Regions from separate parts of the Oryctolagus cuniculus genome. Here region 2 is linked to region 1. A link is a contact called in public Hi-C data. All regions are on one chromosome and are shown on one strand. The core of a region is the stretch at or near the end of the contact, and the rest is flanking DNA. Distances in the headings are between cores, read along the strand shown.

Region 1 (4,945 bases), core at 167-2,666:
GCCCGAGAGAAGCTATGGTTTAAAACCTAAATTTCCCGTCCCTGTGTATTGCTTTCCAGTGCGCAGAGGCGTTGCTTGAACGTGGTCTGAACTCCCAGGCATTCCAAGGGGGCAAAAGCACTTGGGCAAAAACGTGCAAGTCTGCATGTTACTTGGGCTCGCCGCTGACACGCCGACCGTGCGCCGGCCTGTCAATCACGGGCAGCAGCAACAGGCGGCACATGGCAGCGGGCTGCGGGCGGCGGGCGAGAGCTGGCCAGCGGCCCGCCCCGCTCCCTCGGCCCGGCGGAGCGGGCGGCCCAGGGCCTGGGGAGAAAGGAAATTCATGAGTTTCTCTCTCTGAACCCTGTAGCGGGGATCCCGGCCGTGGACGCGCAGGGTCGGAGGACCGGGACTGAGCGCTCTCCGGGAGAGGCTGCCCGCGGACACACTGTGCCCCCCACTTGCCCGGCGTGCGGCACCGAGAAAGCGCCTCGGCCTGTGCGGGGGACAAGGGACGACGCCGGTCTCTGTTTTCTCTCTGAGAAGGACCCCCAAACTTCGCTCCTCCACAGCCCCCTCCCCAAAGCGGCAGACAACCCCCCTACTACCCCCCACCCGGCAGCGGCAGCCTCGCGGGCGCGTGCCCTCCGGGGTCCGGCCGGGGCCTGCCGCGGCTCCGCGACCCGCCCGCCCGACGCCTGTGCGAGCCCTGTCCCGGGCGCCGTGAAGTCTCGAACGCCCGTGACGTGGATTTTCACTCGTCAGGAGGCCGCCGCCCCTCCGTCCCTCCCCGCGAGGAGCGATTGGCACCCGAGAAGTACACTCTGGTCCGAGCACACCGTGCCAGTCAGCTGGCCCGTCACGCACTCTTCTCTCCGCCGCGCCCCTGCTCGCTTTTCTGAGACTCGGAGAGGCCTCCCGAAGGGACTCTGACTAGCTAGCTCTTGCCAGTCGGGCTGCAGAGGAACGGCCCCGAGGTGGATGGGACTGGAGCCGTGAGAGGTCTGCGCGCCCGGCCGAAGGCGAGCGGCCGCAGAACTGCTGTCCGCAGCCGGAAGGGGGCCGCGGGGAGCGCTCCTGCCCGGCTGCGGCGGGGGCGAGGGAGGCCGCGCGGGCCCACTCCTTGCAGCCTGGGCGATGCCTGCTCGTCCTGCGCGCCGCGGTTGATGCGGCGCGTGCACGACGCCGCCCGCACCGAGACCAGGGCCGGCTCGCTCGGCTTGGCTGCCCTCCAGCGCTTCGGCCTAGGTGAGTGCGCGGCGGCGGCCGCCCGCGGGCAGGCAGGCGGGCGGGCGGGCGGCGCGCGGGCGGGGCTTGCTCGGCGCGGCAGGTGCGGGGCTCCCGGACCGGAGGGGCAGGGCCGGGGAGGGCCGAGGCCGCGCGTCGCAGGCTCCGCCCGCCGCCCCTCGCGTCCTGGGGGCTGCGGCTCAGGGCGGTGGGGGCGGGGGAGCTCGGGGGTGGGCAGCCGGGGTGTGTGGGGGGGCGACCTTGCGCGGCCCAGGACAACGACGAGGCAGGGTCTTCCGGTGCTTAGTTGCTTGGAGCGGGTGTTGCCGTGGCCCAGGTTGTGGTCTCCACGCGAAAGATGGATTCGGGGGGCTTTCGTGGGGGTGTTTCCCTGGGTGGGGGGCAGGAGTGTCCTGGCTTGTGCCACCAGCGGGCTTTCTGCGGTGGAGTCCGCGCTCGGACGTGGGGTCGGGAAAGACCGTGTGCGCGCGCTCGTGGAGGGCGGTGAAGCCCCCCACCCCGGGACAGAACCCGCGTGCGCCGCGGAGCTTGTTTGGGGAGCGGCGGCGAGGCGAGGGGAGAGGGCACTGCCACTTTAACAGTGGGGAAGTCCGCCCTCCTGAGGTAATGGTAACCTCAGCCTCCTCCCGCCTCCTGCCGGAGCTAGAGGGAGAGAGAGAGAGAAAACTTGTTTTCATTCATAACTTTTTCCTTTTCCTTCCTCTGCGTCCACTATTTATTCCCCGCTCCTCTCAGCGCGGATTGCAGAGGGCGCAGCTCCACCGTCGTAACCGGGCAATGTGGCGGCGACGCTCCGCTGCGGCCCCTGCCCCGGCGCGCTCGGCCCCAGCGCTCCGCGACTGCGGCGTGTCCTTTAAAGTGTAGACGGACGCTCGCCTAGACGCCGGCCGCCGCGGGCTCGCTCGGAAGGCTCGGCGCGATTGGCCGGAACCCTCGGTGTCCTGCGCAGAGAGTGTGCTGGAGACCCCCGGGGACGCGGAGGATGTGACGGGATTGCCCGCACAGGTATGCCGCTTCGCCTCGCGGCTCCGGGGGCGCGTGTGCGCGCGCGGGCAGGGGCCGGGGGGCTTCCCCTTCGGGTGCCAGGCGGTAGATTTTGTTGGGGTTTTGTGCGTTTGGGAGAGTCGGGGTGGGATCTGGGCGACTTAGTCTCCCCGCCAGCGTGGACTTGGTTCCGGCCATCAGAATGAAAGTTGCGCGTGGTGGGGATGATAGGGCCCCTTTGCAGGACTCTTGGCACATTGAGAGCCCCCTCCCCGCCCCCCGTGCTCGCAAAGCTCTGGGCTGAGAAGTGGCGGTACTGGGCTGGAGGGAGGATTCGGAGCCTCCAGCAGCCCCCGGGGACCTCGGGACGGAAGGCGGCAGGCCGGGACCGTGCCGCTGGGCGCGCGCGGGGCGAGCGGCGTGAAGGCGCGGGACGCCGGCAGGGTACCGCACCGAGCGCGGGGCAGGGTCTCGGGGCGCCGGTGGCTGCCGGGAGTGCCCCGTGTTCTGCTCTGCTCCTTAAGCCGGCACGGAGTGTTTTGGCGCAGAGTCCTAGTGGAGAATGGGCAGGGTGTGTGTGTGTGTGTGTGTGTGTGTGTTTTCTTTTCATTCTTCCCGTTGGGTTGAATCTGTAGACTTGGAAGGTGTTTGTGTGAAAAATATTTTAGTTTGCCATTGATGAGAAGGGAAACGTTTTTATGCTTGGTAGGTTTTTTTTTTTTTAAATGAAGAATACATCATAAATTAGTAATCTACGACTTTTATGGAAACATAGATGTTTGTTTTTATCAGGATGTTAGAGTACTTATTTTATTACAAGAGGCGCATTGATTCAGAGCTGGCAGTACTTTTGAAAATCAAGGCCCCGTCCTCTAAATGAGGATTTTTAAATTAGAGGAAATACAGATAATTAAGATAGCCAGGATTTCCTCACACTGCTTGAAAGGCCTAACGCTTATTTGTGCATAAAAATTATCTTGTTATGTGAGTGAGCCCTTATTTAAGCTTTTAAAAAAGGCATTTCATGATTTCCAGTAGGAACGCTCAGAACATTCACAGAAATGTGCATTGGGTTTTGTGTATGTATTGTAGTGGCTGTAAAACACCAGGACCTCTTGCGTTCCTCGTGTGCTCATTTCTGTGTCTCATTGAGGAAAAGTGAGCATCAGAATCCCAATTTCTACTGAAAATGACTTGAGATTCCATTTTAGTTTTGCATCTCTTGAGGTTTTTTGCAAATGCCTGCATTAATTTCCTCCTCATCAAGCCAGTGCTTGTAGTAGCACACAAATAACAAAAAGGCAACAGCACCAAAGCCATTCTTGATTTTTTTAGAAGAATGGATCTCTTCTTTTACGCAAAAACACTGATGAACTGACAGTGAACTTTGTTCAGATGACAGCTAGTCCAGTGCTTATAGTCAGGGTTCCATATGAAGGCAAGCTCCATTTTAATTATGAGATTTGCAAACAGGAAGGCATTACTTCCTCTTGATTCCACTTTTAAAAACTTGGAAAAACTTCTAGTTTTTATGGCATGGACTCTTGCTTACATTCTTATTCTATGATGTGGTCCATAGCCTCTCTTGGAATTGGACTCTGGCCAGGACCCCAGCATCATTGTAATCCGCTGATGAAGGCGATCATAACCAGGTGGTTTAGGCAATTTGTGACTTGACAGGATCCCCCCCCCCCAAAAAAAAAAGTTTCCTGTTATTTATTTGCTTTGTCTCTCTCTCTTTTTTTCCCCATTTTGGTTTCCTTTTTAGGATTTCAGATGCATGCCAGGTTTCTACTGATTGCCAGAATCCGAGATCACTACACATGGATCCCCAAAATCAACATGGCAGTGGCAGTTCCTTAGTTGTGATCCAGCAGCCTGCTTTGGATAGCCGTCAGAGATTAGACTATGAGAGAGAGAGTCAGCCTGCTGCTATTTTGTCCTTAGACCAAATCAAGGCCATCAGAGGCAGCAATGAATACACAGAGGGGCCTTCCATGGTGAAAAGACCTGCTCCTCGGACAGCACCGAGACAAGAAAAGCATGAAAGGACTCATGAAATCATACCAATTAATGTGAATAACAACTATGAGCATAGACCTACGAGCCACCTGGGACATGTGGGACTTGCAAATACTGCCAGGGGCCCCATTTTGAGCAGATCAACCAGCACTGGAAGTGCAGCCAGTTCTGGGAGCAACAGCAGTGCCTCTTCTGAGCAGGGACTGTTAGGAAGGTCACCACCCAGCAGACCAGTCCCTGGTCACAGGTCCGAAAGGGTGATTCGGACCCAGCCCAAGCAACTGATTGTGGATGACTTGAAGGGTTCCTTGAAAGAGGACCTAACACGGCACAAGTTCATTTGTGAACAGTGTGGGAAGTGCAAGTGTGGGGAATGCACAGCTCCCAGGACCCTGCCATCCTGTTTGGCCTGCAACCGGCAATGCCTCTGCTCTGCCGAGAGCATGGTGGAGTATGGAACCTGCATGTGCTTAGTCAAAGGCATCTTCTACCACTGCTCCAATGACGACGAAGGAGATTCTTACTCGGATAATCCTTGCTCCTGTTCACAGTCCCACTGCTGCTCTAGATACCTGTGTATGGGAGCCATGTCTCTGTTTTTACCTTGCTTACTCTGTTACCCTCCTGCCAAGGGATGCCTGAAGCTCTGCAGGGGGTGCTATGACTGGATCCATCGCCCAGGGTGCAGATGTAAGAACTCCAACACTGT
Region 2 (5,043 bases), core at 1,567-4,066, 240 kb before region 1:
AACCCCGTGTGCTAGCGCCGCAAGGCGGGGCATTAGCCTAGTGAGCCGTGGCGCCAGCCATGAATGTCACTTTTTAAAAGATTGTGTATGAGTGTGTGTTTAAGATTCCAAATATAAATGAGATCATGCAGTGTTTGTGTATCTCTGGCGATTTTTCTTGATAAGATTCAGCCAGTTGTTGTAAGTGGCAGGATTTTCTTCTTTTTAAAGGGTGAATAATATTCCATTGTGTATGTGTGCCACATTTTCTTTATTCATTCATCTGTTAGGCGGTATTTAGATTATTTCCATATACTTTTTTTTAAAAAAAGATTTGTTTGGATAGCAGAGTGATGGAAAGAGAGAGGAGGAGACAAAAGAGAGAGAGAGACTAGTGGTTGCTGCCTGACTTCCAAAATGGCTGCAACAGCTGGGGCTGAGCCAAGCCAGAGCCAAGAACCTCTTCCAGGTCTTCCACATGAAGGACAGTTACTCAGTTGAGGCACCAACTGCTGTTTGCCAGGCACATTAGCAAGGTACTGGATCAAAAATCATATGGCTGAGCCTCAGATGAGCACTCCATTTTGGGCATTACAAGCAGCAACTTAACCCACTGAGCCACAAAGCCAGCCCCATATGTTGTTCACTGTGAGTAGTGCTACACTAAACGTGGGAACACAGATATCCCTTATTAGTTTTTTGTATATGCTCATTGAAGAAATATGCAAATCTTTTGCTCCTTTAATTGTTTTTACTGTTGTTGAATTGTAGGAGTTCTTCTATTTCTATATAATGTATAGTAAACCCTTATCAGATACATGGTTTGCAAATATTTTCTCTGATTGTATAGTTTGCATTTTCATTCTTGATAATGTCATCGGATGCACTCAAGTTTCCAATTTTGATATAGTTGATATTGTCTATTTTGTTTCCTGTGCTTTTGGTTTGATATTAGGAAATCCTTGCCATTTTTTGGCATATGTGCCCCATGTGTATATCTCATTTTCCAAGAACCATTTGGTGAAGAGACTCCTTTGTGTTTCTATAAAAGTTCCATAGTTTTACTTTAATATTTGTAATTTTACATTGGATCTGTAATCTATTAATTAGTAAATTTTAGTATGCAGCATGAGTTATGAATAGATGTCTATTTGCATGTGCATGCCATCCCCAATTCGCAAACCACAAGAGACTATCGTTTCTCCTCTAACCTTTTTGTTTCACCTTGACAGCCATCAGTTGATTATGTTTGTATGGGTCATTTCTGGATCCTCTATTTTGTTCTATGATCTTTGTCCTTTTGTCAAACCACACTGTGTTGATTATTGTCCCTCTATATGGTAGAACCTAAAATAATACATGTCCTCCAACTTTGTCCTTCATTTCTAGTTTTTATTTTAAGATTTGTTTATTTTGAAAGTACATTGTGACACAGAGAGAGAGAGAGAGATCTTCCATCGGTAGTTCATTCCCCAAATGGCTGCCTTGACCAGGGCTGGGCCAGGCCAAAGCCAGAAGCCATTAGCTTCATCTGGGTCTCCGACATGGGTGTTAGGGGCCCAAACACTTGGGACATCTTCCACTACTTTTCACGGGCCATCATCAGGGAGCTGATCAGAAGTCTAGTAGCCAGGAGTTTGACTGGTGCACATATAAGATGCTGGTATCACAGGTGGTGGCTTTTACCCTTCACGCCACAATGTCCACCCCTGTTCTTCATTTATTAAATTTGTTTTAGATAGTCTGCTTCATTTAACTTGCTATCTATAGTATAGAATCAAATTGTTGATGTCTGAACAATTCAGCTAGGGTTTGTGGGGGAGGGTATATTTTTTGAAGTCTGTACATCAATTTGGAGAGAATTTTCAACTTAACATTATTGAATCTGTGGTCATGAACATTTATTTAGATATTCTTTTTATTTCAGTGTATTGTAGTATAGAGGCCCTACACATATTTTGTTAAATTATTCTTAGTTCTTTTTTTTCCATTTAAAGAAAAAAACATTATTATTTATTTTGATTTTGTTTCCAAATGTTTATTGTTAGTATGCAGAAACATTGATTTTTGTGGGATTGATTACCAAAATGGAAAGTTAAAGTGTATTTTTTCATAAAGTATTTTTTCAATTATGTTGAGAAAATGTAATTATAATTATGTGTGACTCACAAATTATTTTGTTGCCAACATTAGTTCCACAAACTCAATAAAATTAAAAGTTGCTGGAATAAATTTAAGAGTTATTTTAGGTAAGATATACAAAAGATACCTTAGGAATGAGAAAATAACATAACTTTATACCAATAAACAAAACTCCTCAAAAGGTATGAGAATGCGTAAATTTAGAAGCCATGTGTTTAAATGAGTGGGAGATTTGTCCTGATCACTGTTATCTGAAGTAGAATACAGATATCAGCACTGTGTGTGAATGTGGAGACCCTCCAGCCAGACTGCTCAGTACAGTTAGTTCCCAGCTCGGTCATTCACCCATTTATGGGCCAGTCATACCACTCTGGGCTTGTGTTTTCTCATTTGTATCAATATTATCCAGGACACTGTAGTAAATCACAGGTGGATCCTTCAGGTGTCCCCAAGAGTGGGCAAATATCTACTGACAGGTTTTTGCTAATTCAAGGAATTTGCCCTTTTCTGTGGCATACCGTAGCTCAGGAATGCTAACTTTCAGGAAAAGAAATACTGTAGTATATTTCTTTTCTCTCCTTCAATTCCTGTTATGCAAACTTGTTTATGGAACATCCAGATTTAAGTGACGGGTAGGAAATTAAGCTGTTAATGCAGGAGGATGACTAAGTGAGGAAATCCGTCTTTTGTCAGCCACTCATATTCTTGTTATTTTTAAAATTGAATCTGCTTTCGGTTTCAGTGGTTAGGAGTGTTGGATATACATGGTTTAATGGATTTTGCACTTAAAATTCTAGTATCCCTCTTTTACTTACAGCTCAACAGAAAATAATGCAAATGGTCTTCTAAATGATGGATGTTGGATGATGGGTTAGTCTTATTTATGGAGTCCGTGCTCCACACCTGTTCTCTATCATAACAGCTTCCTCAGAGGATATGTTTAAAATAAATAAATAAATAAAGCTATCTTTTCAGAGCCAGAGGCATTATAAAGGTTTAAACTGAAAAATGCCAAAGTGAGTTTGGCTTTTATTTCAATCTACTTAAGATTAACCCTTTGGGGATACTTTCTGGGTTTTGAAGTTTATTACTAATTATCACATTGCTGTATATGTATTTTCTTTTCCTGAAACTATTACATTAACCCTGATATTCATGGGAATAAGGATAATGCTAATGTTATATAAAATTTTCTCATAATAAGAAGTTTACTAAAAAACAAGTCCAAAATTTTACATTTAAGGTCATCAAAGTAATATGTATAGGGTGAAAAAGATTTTTTTGTGTTTGGTGGTACATAGAAGCTTGAGCCCATACTGAATATAAATTAACATTGCTTGTATTATTTTCAACTGCAATAATTATAGCATCTATATTGCATAAACTGGTAGTTTGATCTCTTATCAGATAATACTAGAATATAATACACATTTTGGGGATCTTGTGGTTTGTCAATAATTTTGTACTTTTTAAATGACAGTTTTTACCGTAGGGAGTAGAAGAATGTAGATACAGCCATACAGCTTTTGCCTTTAATGTGTTTAAAAAGTCTTTCCTATAAAAAAGACAATTTAAACAGAGAGCCATTGGGGCTGGTGCTGTGGTACTGTGGGTTAAAGTCCCAGACTGCTGTGGCCATTGCGGTCATTTGAGGAGTAAACCAGCGGATGGAAGATCTCTCTCTCACTCTCCCTGGCTCTACTTCTCTCTGTAACTCTGTCTTTCAAATATTTAAATAAATCTTTAAAAATCTTCAGCCTGCTGGTTCACTCCTCAAATTGTTGTAACAGCCAGGGCTCGGCCAGTCTAAAGCCAGGAGCCAGGAGCTTCTTCTGGGTTTCCCAGGTGGGTACAAGAGCCCAGGGACTTTTGCCATCTCTCCGCTAATTTCCCAGGTGCATGAGCAGGGAGCTGAATTGGAAGTGGAGCATCCGAGTCTCAAACCAGCGCCCATATGGGATGCCAGTGTTGCAGGCGGCAGCTTTACCCAATACAACACAACATCAGCCCCTCAACCAGTTGTAGGTATACAGTTCAGTGGTATTAAATTCATTTATAATGTGCAACTTTAATTACTGTCCATCTCCATTTCTGTTCACCTTGTAAAACTGAAACTCCATACCTATTAAACTGTAACTCCTCAATCTACACTCCTTCAGATCCTAGACTTTCTGTGCATGTAATTTTGGACATTGAAAAAACCTCATATAGATAGAGTTATACATTATGTGAGTCTTTGACTTTACTTACTGTAGCATCCTCAGTGTCATCATGTAGTAAATGACAGATTCTCTGTCCTTTTTAAGACAATAATATTTCATTATGTATTTACAGCATTCAACATTTTTTTCATTGGAAATAATTCTGCCATTAACTTGAGTTTACAAATATCTCTTTTGAGATACTGCTTTAATTTTGGAAATATACCTAGAGGTGGGAATTGCTGTATCATGTTGTAATTCTATTTTTGGTTGTTGCTTGGACTGCCCTGCTATTTCCCTTAGTGATTGAACCATTTTACATTGTAGGGTCAGCAACATTGCAGGCAAAACTGTCAATTTCCTGTTAGAGATACCACCTGCTTTTACCTTGCCAGCTCCCCTCTTGGGCCAGCTAGGTAATGGAAGTCAACAGGTACCTTCTCTTAAGGAGATCCACACTTCCCTTATGATGTACCCCTTGTGAAGAGATAGACAGTCTGGGCCTCATAACTGGAAAGACTTTGGAGCCCAGCTGATTGTCAAGCCCTTTCTGTCAGTTTCTATTTGCCTCTCAGTCTGGTAACCTGTATAATTGTTGCCGATGTTATATTAGTTATATATGATCATTCTGAGATGAGTGGGATCATGTGATACTAGTGACCTTTTCTTCCATCCAAGCTCTAGCAAATGATAGGATTTTATCCATTTCCTTAGGCTGAAT

The links. A called contact is a pair of places that touch in the nucleus more often than the background predicts.
Region 2: a contact with region 1 is called in a Hi-C map of an unstated tissue, with 3 times the contacts expected there. The contact joins the enhancer-like site here to the promoter of SPRY1 in region 1. A contact is called at or near these places in 4 of 6 Hi-C or Micro-C datasets (embryonic fibroblasts, psoas muscle, skin fibroblasts and 1 more).

The regions. Positions count from the first base shown.
Region 1 is chr8:41,314,295-41,319,239 of mOryCun1.1, reverse strand. SPRY1 (sprouty RTK signaling antagonist 1) reads left to right here and starts at 1,416. Exons shown (of 3, transcript XM_070047199.1): 1 at 1,416-1,546; 2 at 1,966-2,235; 3 at 3,983-4,945. The coding sequence starts at 4,038.
Region 2 is chr8:41,555,219-41,560,261 of mOryCun1.1, reverse strand. All of the region lies in intron 14 of AFG2A (AFG2 AAA ATPase homolog A), which reads left to right. Among named protein-coding and RNA genes, the nearest start is that of AFG2A, 150 kb to the left of the region's middle. Within about 2 kb of position 2,816, at least 1 of the 8 cell types and tissues checked has an H3K27ac peak or open chromatin away from gene starts, as enhancers often do.